2 separate regions of the Hordeum vulgare genome follow, and region 1 is linked to region 2. A link is a contact called in public Hi-C data. All regions are on one chromosome and are shown on one strand. Each heading gives the region's core, a stretch centred on a gene start, on an enhancer-like site or on the middle of the called end of the contact. The rest is flanking DNA. Distances are from core to core; before and after follow the strand shown. Region 1 has its middle 160 kb from the start of LOC123448729. Region 2 holds the start of LOC123448729.

The links. Hi-C and Micro-C count contacts between places; a contact is called where the count stands out from the background.
Region 1: a contact with region 2 is called in a Hi-C map of seedling, with 2.2 times the contacts expected there. The contact joins the enhancer-like site here to the promoter of LOC123448729 in region 2. A contact is called at or near these places in 1 of 6 Hi-C or Micro-C datasets (seedling) and 1 of 1 datasets of contacts at active chromatin or transcription factors (embryo).

Annotation. Positions count from the first base shown.
Region 1 is chr4H:400,214,452-400,220,097 of MorexV3_pseudomolecules_assembly, forward strand. No RefSeq gene overlaps it. Among protein-coding and RNA genes, the nearest start is that of LOC123448729, 160 kb to the left of the region's middle. Within about 2 kb of position 3,105, at least 3 of the 3 cell types and tissues checked have open chromatin away from gene starts, as enhancers often do. A contact at or near this core is called in seedling, where this site is marked.
Region 2 is chr4H:400,060,051-400,066,363 of MorexV3_pseudomolecules_assembly, forward strand. LOC123448729 reads right to left here and starts at 1,304. Exons shown (of 3, transcript XM_045125714.1): 1 at 1,024-1,304; 2 at 692-927. The coding sequence starts at 1,221.

The DNA.
Region 1 (5,646 bases), core at 1,855-4,354, 160 kb after region 2:
TCTCCTGAAGACATTCGTCGAAGACATTCCCAACTGTTGTTTATCTTCACATTTCCTAAGTTTATTTGTGATATATCTTAGTGTGCATGATAACTGTACTTTGCATGATTGAATGTCTTCATAGTATTACATGTTTTGCATAGATCCTTGATACTTATCCCAAACTGATCCTGTATCGCTTCCGTTTAACTTTGAATACATTTACTGTTTCAAAGATTTTCATAAAAATCGCCTATTCACCCCCTTCTAGTTGATAACTAACACTTTCAGGAAGAGTGGAGAGGATGAGAGAGGAAGGGAGTTTATGTTCTTGCAGCCGCCGTGGGGTGGGGTGGGTGGAGATGGGGAGGGCGAACCGGCCCGCCCGCCTTATATGTGTCAATACCCTACCGCCAGCCCGTGTGGCGGTAGGGTCGAGCGGAGCTCACGGTGTCCATCAATTGGTTGGTGACGTGGATTAGTCAGCTATCGCCGGGGACCCTGACGATAAGCTATCCACTCCTATCGTCGTGCTCCGTGGCGGTAAGAAAAAGGGTCATGTCTAAAAAAGTTCTAGCCGGGGTTAGATCTAGTTAATTTAATGAAAATGCCAAAGGAGCCGGCTCGAAGGCCGGGCTCCGACGCGGAGCGTCACGTGTGTAAAGAAAGATGACAAGTGGGTCCAACTCGTATGCGTGAGAAGAAAAGAAAAAGGGACTTAACTATACAGCGGCGTCGCATGTGAGGCTTCCGATGCGACGGTTAATTTCTTCTCCCTACCATGCATGCATGCAATGACGTCACTAAGATTCTTTCTATTGCCTTGAAATTTAAAAAGTTTTATCTCTAAAACCGTTAATTTAATTGACGATCCGTTTTCATCGTTGACTTTATCGCGACGAGATCTTCAAAACTAGACCCCATGTCGACATGTTTCGAGAACTTTTTTTCTTCATCCATAATTGCCACATTTTTAGACTTACTTGTTGTATTATTAGCCACTTACTTGCCCGAAAAAAATAACTTAACTGCCATTTTTTTCTCGATGTGAACAATGTGTCGTATGTATCCATATTTCAACATATAGCAACATGGGCTAGAAAAATATGCAGATGACATCACAAAAATATACATTGCATACAAAGCGTCACACAGAAAATACGTAGAAAAGGTGTTACACACAAAGACATGTGTTGGCAGACCTTATTCACTAGCTAAATGCATCTGGTTAGTACTAGTACTACTACTAGTAGTTTAAAATTGCATAGTTGCCAATTTTATAAAAACTTAGTTGTCAAGATGCTAGTTTAACTATGCCGAGTTGTCATATTTACAAACGATGACAAAAAAGATTTTTTTGTGGTCACCGGTTTTAAATATGTTGAGTTGTCATATCTTACGTGTAATCGTCTAAAAAAATTATTTGTACTTGCCATTTTAATTATGTCAAGACGTCTTTTAAAAATTTGGTGATTAAGTTATTTTTTATCAGACAAGTAAATACTTATTAATATGACAAGTAAGTGCAACAAATGTGGTAAGTACGAGGAAAAAAAAGTTCTCGAAACATATCAACATGGATCTAGTTTTGAAGATTTCGTCGAAACAAAGTCAACGGCGAAAACGGATCATCGACCGATTTAACGGTTTAAGAGATAAAAGTTTTTTAATTTCGATCATATAAAACGAATCTGATGACATCATGTATGCATGCATGCCAAAAGTGAACAACCAAGCCGCGGGATGTCCATCGTGCAGCGCTTCTATATAGAATTTTCCAAGAAAAAGATGTGTTGGTTGAAATTTAAGATGCGCCAAAAATGTCTTTCCATATGATATTCGACACCGTTAGCTGAAAACTGGAGGAAGGAATAACTCTACGTTTTGTTTGGATGTAGACATTGAAGGTTTTGGCACTGAATTGGCTCGAATGCCAAATATTCAAGACATGGATATCGATTCCACGATTGAATGTCTTGTGCAACCAAACAACGATATTCACGCTACCGAGTGCCAAAGTTAAAATATGGCCCTCAATACAACATCCAAACGGAGCGTCTGAGTCCGAGTGATTCACACCTGTTCTTTCTTTTGAGGGCACGTGCATGATGCGTGGACAATCGTATGAGATGCCATTCTTAAATTTGATTTGATGGAATATTTAAGCCAAGGCAAGACAAGAGCGTCTATCTAGCCGGGGCCGTAGGACCACTCGACCATATTGTATGGAAGAAATAATAAACAACACAGTAAAGATAAAATCGACCCTGGAGCTGGAGGGCATGAGCATTGAGCCGTCCGAAGTACGTACTGCAGTAAAGATATTCGCTCCACGAAAAAAATTGTCTGAAGAAAGATTCATCTGCCAACGGGAACGACGCCTGTCTATTTCCATATAAAACCCGCCACCCTGCGGTGGATGCGCCTAAGCAAAGAGCGAAACATGGCATGTGCGGCCGTGCGGTGCGCACGACCCGCCCAGTTCACGCCCGACTCCCGCCGGTGGATTTCCTATGGCACCGCACGGCCCGCCGAGTTCACGCCCGACTCCCGACGGTGGATTTCCTATGGCTGCCTGCAGGTTCTTGTTTGCCTTTGCGTACTACCAACACACCCTTGACTTCTCTAGCAACGTTGTGTTGTTCGCAAGGTGTCCTGTCGTGATCTAGCGAGTCACGGTCTGTGACGATCAATCGGTCGAGGTGGAATGCTAGAAAGTCCGTTTTAGTGCGCCTAGCCTAAGAAAACGTCACGGGCCGGGCATGACGCCGTCGATGTACACTGCACACCCAACAGCCTCCTCAGCCCCGGCTCGGCGTTATTGCGGTTCGTGGAGTGTGATTTTGTGCTGGCAGACGATACTAATCGGGCTAGGCCACGTTAACATCAGTACTATGTAGTGGCGGTACGTTGAAGCGGGGTCAGGGAAGTTAACCCACGCAATCACTGTGGTACCACAGACAGGCAGGTGAGACCACACGGACCAACATTTACAACCAGAAAGAATTTCACGAGGCAGGACCGACAGAGACTTTTGGCAAAGCCAACTCCTACGGTACCCGACCCCTGGGGTGCGGTTGGGCGGCAGGCACATGGGACCGTGCGGTGCGAGGTGGACGTGCTTCGGAAGGAAACTGGCGGGCGGCACGTGGGCCGGGTAGACGGGGTGGCGGAAACCGGATGCAGGTGGGGGGCGAACGTGGCGTCTCGTCCTTGAGCTACGCTCGTGCCCTCGTGGGTCGTATACCGTTACTACGAAGCTGACCGCGGTGTCACCCGTCCTTTCCGCGGAGACCCATGAATCATGGCAGTGACGGCTTTTATTTTATTTCTACCCATCCCATGTACAACCTTTTGGATGGAGTAATCAGAATTTAAAATATATTTTTTTGTAAATTAACATATAATTGAATGGTTAGAGAGATAGTGGTATCCTCGTCTTATGATGGTTCAAGACCTCGTGCTTGCATTATTTCTGACTTTATTTTAGGATTTTCAGCAATATGCTTCATAAGATGATATGTCGGCTCAGTCTGTCGGAGGTGTTTATAAGGATAAGGTGTGCATGTATACGTTCATAGAAATGAATGTATGTGCATGTATATAAGCATTTGCGTTTGCAATGTGTTAAAAAATGTAAATTTTCTTCTGTATTCGTTCGCTCAGAGGGTAGTGAGTCCAAGAACACGGATGCACGAGGACGATATTCAACGCTAATTAGTACTATGTTTATGAGTAAATTTAAATTTAAATATACTGCGATTTGATTCACATAGTGCCTTGCATGTGGATTGTATGCCCCATCACAAAAAAATAAGGCAAATTTGCTTAGTTTTTATATGTCCGATTCCAAAAGAACATCAGTCCGTGCATTTGTTCCTTGTCGAACCGACAATCCCACCGAGTTGCTCCCCGATAAAGGAGGTGTCGTCGCAGCTGCGTAGGCAGCCACCTCGTCCTCCCTGCCGCGTCCTCATACTTCGTCGTCGCCACCAACTCATCTTTCTATCGCTCCAACATCTGGTACTGATAAGATTGCACGATGACTCTTACAGTGGCATCCCAAGAGTTGACATTGAATGTCAACATATTGGCGTCCTCCGCATTGGTGGCGATCTTCACCCTCTTTTTCTCGAGCGCGGCCTTCCTCTCTTCAAGCGTGGTCCTCCTTTCTTTGAGAGCGAGCTTCCTGTGTGTCGCGTCCATCAACTACTTGAACCACTCCGCCTTCTCCTCCTCCTTGCTCTCCGAGCGCCTCATGCATGCCTGCTCCTTCGTCAAGATGTCCTCGAACTTCTCCGTCATATTTTGTCATCGTACCGTCTCGCTTTGCCCTCTCCTCCCACTTCTCCCCCGCAGGTTTCTTCTAACCTTCTTCGACGGTTGTTGGGTTGGGTCGATAAGGTCATTGATTTCTTCTTTGTTGGCTTGGACGACGGTCTTGGCAATGAAAAGGTTCCAATTCGGTTGTTCATTCAACTTCAACCAACAATGCATGACGGTGAATGACTTCTTCTCCAACTTCTTGTACACCACACAAGCATGAGTAGGCTACAAAGTGAAACAATACAGACAGTGCATATTCCTCTAACCATCAACAAAATAATACATGTTTCGCTAATTATAACAAAACTAAAGCATATTCGTCTAGTGATCAACTTACTTGCTCAGTAATTTGTGCAGCGCTAGGCCACTATGCGATTAGATGCTCCAAGTGGATGCAATACTTGGACACAACTTCTTGGATGGTGTACCATGGATGGATGCGGGACTTCTTATTAGAGTTATTTCAAATATTCTATAGAAGGTAGGTTACAATTAGACTTTTAGTTTTATTATGTTTAGACACGGCATGAGACGTGTTCTAATAGGACACTTGTACCCTTGGTCTCTTATATAATGAGAATGTAGAGACACGATGTAAATTATGCCAACATAATAGCACAAACACGCATGGAAACCTACGACGTGTGTCGGCGCCAGAGAGATTGGGGTGTAGTATTGTAACGATGTCACGGGGAGGAGTGCCCCTAATCAGGCCCCGAGGATGTAGCCATATTGATGAACCTCGTTCACAAATCTCGGTTTCATGCCTTGTTTGATTCCTTGGTCCTCGATAGATCGACATTGCGTCTCGAAATTATTCTAACACGTGGTATCAGAGCAAGGTTTAAAGAAGTTCGTGAAATTGATCTATAAGAGGAAGATTTGATGTCATTATCATCATTAGTGTGGAGTCACAATAGACAAAAAGTAACCTGAAGATGTTGCGAGATCCAAGAAAAGGATCGCATGATAGCAACGTACGACATGTGCTAAAGCCGGCTCAGCGAGATTGGAGGGCAGCGCAGCGGTGTATCATTTAAACATCAGCATGCAGATTGCTCGTGGAGCACACGACTAACCAGGTCGTGTTGGGCTGAGCCGAGCGGTGGAGCACACCGCCGCCCGATACATCTTCTCATGCGGATTCTCTACGAGGGTCAGTGATGTCTAGGGTTAGGCTCTGTTTGATCTAGGGTTTCGAATAGGGGCTTTTTTGGGTCTGTCTGGCACGATTTGAACTTGCATGTTGAATCTAGATCCCAACTACAATCGAGGACCCTAAGAACGCTCGTGTTGATGATGATTTGATGGTGATGTGTGAGCATGGCAAGCCGACCAAGA
Region 2 (6,313 bases), core at 54-2,553:
TTCTTGAATCTGAACTTGCCTGGAAGGGCACTGCATGAATCTGAACGGAACCAGTGTTTTTCTTTTGTCACACCTCTTTCGTCAACAACCTACATATACACGTTTGAAGTGTGCGCCTTTGCTGATGGCAAGCACATTATTATGGGAGGCCATCAAGTAGGCATCCAGTGCAAATTGCAGATACAAGACTGCACCGCTGCATGGTTTTGCCATTTGCAACAGGAAGCATACCGGCTTCCAGTGCATGACATGATGTCAATGACATATGGGCAAGGCAGGCAACTAGAATGAAGGGAGCGCCTACTAGTAACAACAAACAAGTATTACCATGATTTAGTTATTGTAATGTTCAGGGGCGCGTGGAACGGTGGAAGTTAGCTATCCAGGGGACAGAACCATGAGTTGGTTTCGAGATCCTATGGTTTCAGCTCTAGCCTACCCCAACTTGTTTGGAACTAAATAAAGGCTTAGTTGTTGTTGTCGTCGTCGCCGTTGTTTGTTGCAATGTTGAGCGGGAGGGAGAATTTCCCCACCTGAATTTCCGTTGAAGGGGCTTATATATATCTAGACAAGTACAGAAGCGAGTGTTGCCGGGACTGCATGCATTGGCGTTTTATAATACCCTTGGGGGGGCTCTGCCAATTAGCATTACTCGAGCTTGCAACGACGGCTGAAGAGACGCCCGACTTACCTGATCCAGTTGCGGTCGGTGGAGACGAGCGCGACGGCGGGGCGCTTGAGCCGCTTGGCGACGTTGGGGAACCTGTCTAGAAACTTGGGCTCGATCACAAGCCAGAAGTCCTGCTCCTTGCTGCGCTCCTCGTACAGCCGCAGCTTCTCCTGCAGCTGCTCCTGGAAGTGTTCTTCGTCGTCCAGCATGAACTTGGCGTTCGCCACCAGGAAGTAGTACGTCCGCGGCTTGTCCTCCTGCTGCGCACAGAAAAAACACCACCACATCGTCTCAGAACTGAGCAGGTGCCCGGTGCGAAATGCGAGGCACGGGAAGCGTGTGCCGATGCTTACTTTCTCGGAAGGCTCTGCGGAGCCTTGCCGGTCGGACACGGCGGTAGCGGCGCGGCGGAGGGTCTCGAAGCGCGTCGGCGGGCAGGAGACGGAGAGGGCTGGACGGCTAGTGTGGGCGAACCCGGCGTGGGCGTGCGCGGCCCTGGACGGCGCGAGGGTCGCGCAGGGGCGGAGGGACAGCGTCGCCGGAGCCACCATTGGCTCGGTGGGGTCTAGCTCAACTGATGAATCGTAGAGGATAGAGGAGCGGAAGAAGCTGGGAATGAGGTACGGACCAGAGAGCCTTATCTGGACAGCAACTGGGGGAGTGAACTTCAGGGGCGAAATATGGGCCGGGGTACGCCGATGTGGAGGACTGGGATCATCGGCCCATGGACTACTTCTTTTCCTGGCCGAGTTCCGGATCTCAATCCCCTGTCTCTCATTTGTCTAAACCTAAAAACAAATCCATTGTCTCCAGTGTAGGGTTTCCCCACGCCTCTGACTGCCATTTTGGCACTGAGAGCTAGGGGGACCTTGGATCTTCAAGAGTCTATGCTCTTCATCAACACCTAGTGCGCAAATGATGTATATCACTCTATGCAGGCGTTAACGATAGCATCTATGGGAGGGTATCAAGGGACCGATGGGAGTGGTCTTTAAAATGAGTACTCCTCGTTGAGTGATTTTGATTCCGGGTTATTGGGTGGTGTGTAGCGTTGCTAACCAATGAAGCACTGTTAGTTTTGTGCTAAACTGGGAGGCGCGGCCAAATTGAGGTAAAGGGGCGACAATGCCTGGAACATTCCTCGGACGAAAATTGTTTATTCCCTTGGTATTCTTGTTTTCAATCAGTTTTTGAGCTTCTTCTTTCCTTTGATTTTCCATTTTCATCCCTTTTTTGTTATTTATTTTTATATTTCCTTTTCCATTTTTCCTTTTTTTTAAGAATTAGTTCATGGATTTTATTTTTATTTTGACTATTTACCAAATTCCGAATATTCTTCGAATTAGTTAATATTTTTTATATTTCTGAACATTATTTTAATTTTTGAACATTTACCAGATTCAAGAACATTTGTCCAAATCTGCAAACATTTTTATTTGTGATTCTAGTATTTCAATTTGTGCACATGTATTGGATTGAGGGAAAAAATGGATACGCAAATGTTTTTTATTTGCAAAATTGTTTGAATTTATGAATATTTTTTTGAACTCATGAACACTTTTTTTACTGGACGAGTTACGCCGATGTGGAGGCCTAGGATCATCGGCCCATGGACTACTTCTTTTACTGGACGAGTTCCGGATCTCAATCCCCTGTCTCTGATTTGTCCAAATCTAAAAACAAATCCATTGTCTCCAGTGTAGTGTTTCCCCACGCCTCTGCCTGCCATTTTGGCACTGAGAGCTAAGGGACCTTGGATCTTCAAGAGTCTATGCTCTTCGTCAACACCTGGTGCGCAAATGATATTATACTCATAGTATATCACTCTATGCAGGCGTTAAGTATAACATCTACGGTCTGGCCCATTAATGCGCACAGAAAACGAAAGAAAGACGAGAAAAGGAGGGTATCAAGGGATGGATCACGGGTCCATTGGGTGGTGCGTAGCGTTGCTAACCAATGAGGCACAGTTAGTTCTGTGCTAAACTGGGAGGCGCGGCCAAATTGACGTAAAAGGGCCGACATTTCCTGGAACATTCCTGGGCCGAAAATTGTTTATTCCCCAGGTATTCTCGTTTTCAATCGATTTTTTAGTTTCTTCTTTCATTTGATTTTCCCTTTTCTGTTATTTCTTTATTTATTTTTCCTTCTCCATTTTTACTTTTTTAAATAGTTCACAATTTTTTTGACTATTTACAAAATTCCGGATCTACTTCGAATTAGGGAATATTTTTTATATTTCTGAAAATTATTTTAATTTTTGAACATCTATCAGATTCAAGAACATTTGTCCAAATCTGGAAACATCTTTATTTGTGACTATAATTTTTCAATTTGTACACATGTATTGGATTGATGAAAAATATGAATTCGCAAACTTTTTATTTGCAAAATTGTTTGAATTTATGAATATTTTTTCGAACTCATGAACACTTCTTTTATCCACAAACTTTTTGCAGAGCTTGCATTTTTTAATTCACAAACACTTTTTTAATTAAAGATCATTTTTTCTATTAAATGAACTTTTTTTGAGTTCATGAAATTTTTAATTCGTAAATAATTTTTCATAACCATATTTTGGAATCATGAACGTTTTTCAAATCTGTGAACAACTGTTTAACTCATGGGAATTTTTTCAAATTCGTGAACATTATTTGAGTTTGCAAACATATTGAATTAGTGAATTTTTTTCAAATAAATGAGTTTTAAATTCATGAACATTTTTTGTATCCACAAAGATTTTCTGAATTTTACTTAATATTTTTGAATTCACGAATATAGTTTCAAATCCGCGAACATTTTTTTGAATTTCTAAATATTTTTGCTATTGTGGATATATTTTGTGTTCACGAACATTTTTTAAAAATGGAAATATTTTTACATTTGTAAATCATATTTGGAATAAACATGAATTTATTTTTTGAATTCGCAATTTTTTGTTTTGTATTCCTGATTTTTTTTCAAATCGTAAATTAAACTGGCAGAAAAATGAAATGAGAAAAGGGATTAAAAAACAGTCTGGTCTTTAACAAAACAAACAAAATTAAAATGGCCGATTGATGTACATCCCCGCACTTGTTTCTATGGTGGTAGGTAGTATATCTTTATTATGTTTCCTGACTAATTACACACTCTTGTCCCATGAATGTGATGCACTCCACAAAAAATGGCTAGGTGCATCAGGCTCGGCTACTTTTCTTTGTTTCCAAACATGGCAGTCCTTTGGTAGAAGCATGTGAGATTTAATTGCTGCATGGTGTATGCAATCTACTGTTTTTTCTGTTGCGAAATAAATCTTGCATTACTCAAAATCAAATATTACAACCATTTGGACAAGAGCCTAGCAAAATCATAGTTCGGCGTTGCAACCTAAAAATTAGCCAAGGCATAAATAATCATATTACAATTCCGACGAGTATGAACAATGCAAGAATCTCCCTCCTCAATACTTCTAATGATTTATCTAACAATAAAAGCATATTTTGACTTGTTTTCAGTCCCTCCATAGATCATCACAACATCCCCCAAACATTCTAATCCCACATCAATGGATAGTTTAATCATATGTGAGAGAAATACCTTCCTTAATAGTCATACAAAGCAACTTTTTATTTGTGAACCCTACTTATAGCGATTATATGTGAGATGTTCCTCACTTAATGACTAATGCATGGTTGTGTTTATGCAAATTTAATATGTTTCATGTGTTCATATATTTGAGTCTGGAATGAACAGCAGATTCTGAAAAAAATGATAACAAAAATTTAAAATTCTGAATTTTTTTGATGCAAACTTTGACAAATATTCTGAGTGCGAGTAAATGTTCGTCCAGAAATAACATTCGTGGAAGTCATGGCACAAAAAGAGACTCCAAAGTATTTTTGCAAATAGCATTTTTGGAGTGTAACTTTTTTTACCATGACTTTCACGAATGTTATTTTCAGGATAAACTTTGCAAGCAACATTTGTCAAAGTTTGTACTAAAAAAACAGATTTTTTTAAAAATTTATTGTTTTTACTGTTTATTAAGAAGATATGAGCTCGGGACCAGATAATCCACGTCCCATGTACCAATGTTATGTTCTCGGTAAATAGCGTGCACAAGCTGACACACACACCGCACACACAAAATGTGACTCGAGTGGGTGCGTTATCGGTTGGGTTTCCAGCCTCATTAGTTACTTCGGGACAACGCTGGGTATCACCGTATTTGGCTTTGCCGATGCTCTAAGGATGCCTGCATGTAAACTTCCCTTGCACGCTGGAGTAGTACACAGTCGCATGCCTGCATGTAACTAAGCCAGGTTGTGTCAGTGCATCATCCATTCACTCATCACACGCAACGCAGCAGCATCTGTCCATCTAAATTTAGTGCTAGGATACGTAGTGCGTCGGCGCTCTCATGGCGAAGGATTGCGTTGGCCCCGCGTGCAACGGGCAAACGAGCTGCTTTCTTATCGCCTATGCGTCTCGTTGCAGGTAACAACTGCAATCACCGTCCATGGGTGAGTGGTGGCTCGGTGCACGCTCGATGCTGCAGACTTGTTTGCTTTCCGCTTTCCGCTTTCCGGGTTGCAGCAACATGTCAGTCGTGCGGAGATCTTTTTGCAAAATTATCCAAGAGATTGCCGCTCGAAGAAGGCTAAATTTCGTGTTTTGATCCTTTTTAGCAACTTCAGTTGGATCTGATTCAAGTTCAAATTTTGTGTTTTGATCCTTTTTAATAAATTTAGTTGGATCTGATTCAGGTTCAAAAAAATTTGGACACCTAATCTTTTTCATGCCGTTAGAGGATACGGCGGTAAGGTTACATAGCCTATTGTCAGAGGCTTTGGCGGTAGGGTAACGGTAGCAGTCGTCTTCCTAACGACCTTGTGTTGATTTGGCAAATGACCTACCACCGAAGGACTCAGCGGTAGGTTGTCACAGCCTACCGCTAAGGGCCATGGCAGTAGGAGGTCTTATACCAGTTTTGCTTGTTGTAATCCGAAATTGACATATTTTTCAGTAGGATTGCCCACCCTACTGTGAGGAACCTTGGCGGTAGGGTGTGATCATAGTGCAATTTTTTGCATACATCTTATATTTTGTCTTCAAATTTTTACCAAAGCAATACTGTAGACTTAAGAACAAAAAAATATAGATCAATACAATATAACATGTATCACACCTCGATACGAATAATAGTTCAACTAAAAAACATAACACGCATCCAAATAGTAGCAAATAGTTTCATGTAGCAAATATTTTAACAAATACCAAATAGTTTTACGAAGCCAATATTAAAAGTTTAACTAGTTCAACGACAACAACTTCACTTGCTCCTTCCCCTCTTGGAGATACGGTCCTCATTGTTTTTTGAGCGGGTCTCACTCGCATTCTTCTTGCGCTGAGGAGGACGCGCTCTCTGAAACGGGGATGGACTTGCCCAATCCCTCTTCGACACATTCCTCTTCTCAAGCTGGGTTGTCTGAGTTGGTGGAGGTCCTTCATCATCGCCGTACTCCTCCTCCTCATCGCTTTGTTCCTCTTCTTCTGCTCGCTCCTCGTCTTCTTCATCTTCACCTTATTCCTCATCGTCCTCCTCAACCACCCTAGACGACGAGGCAGCATAGCTCGATGAAGCGAGGCCACGCATCGAGG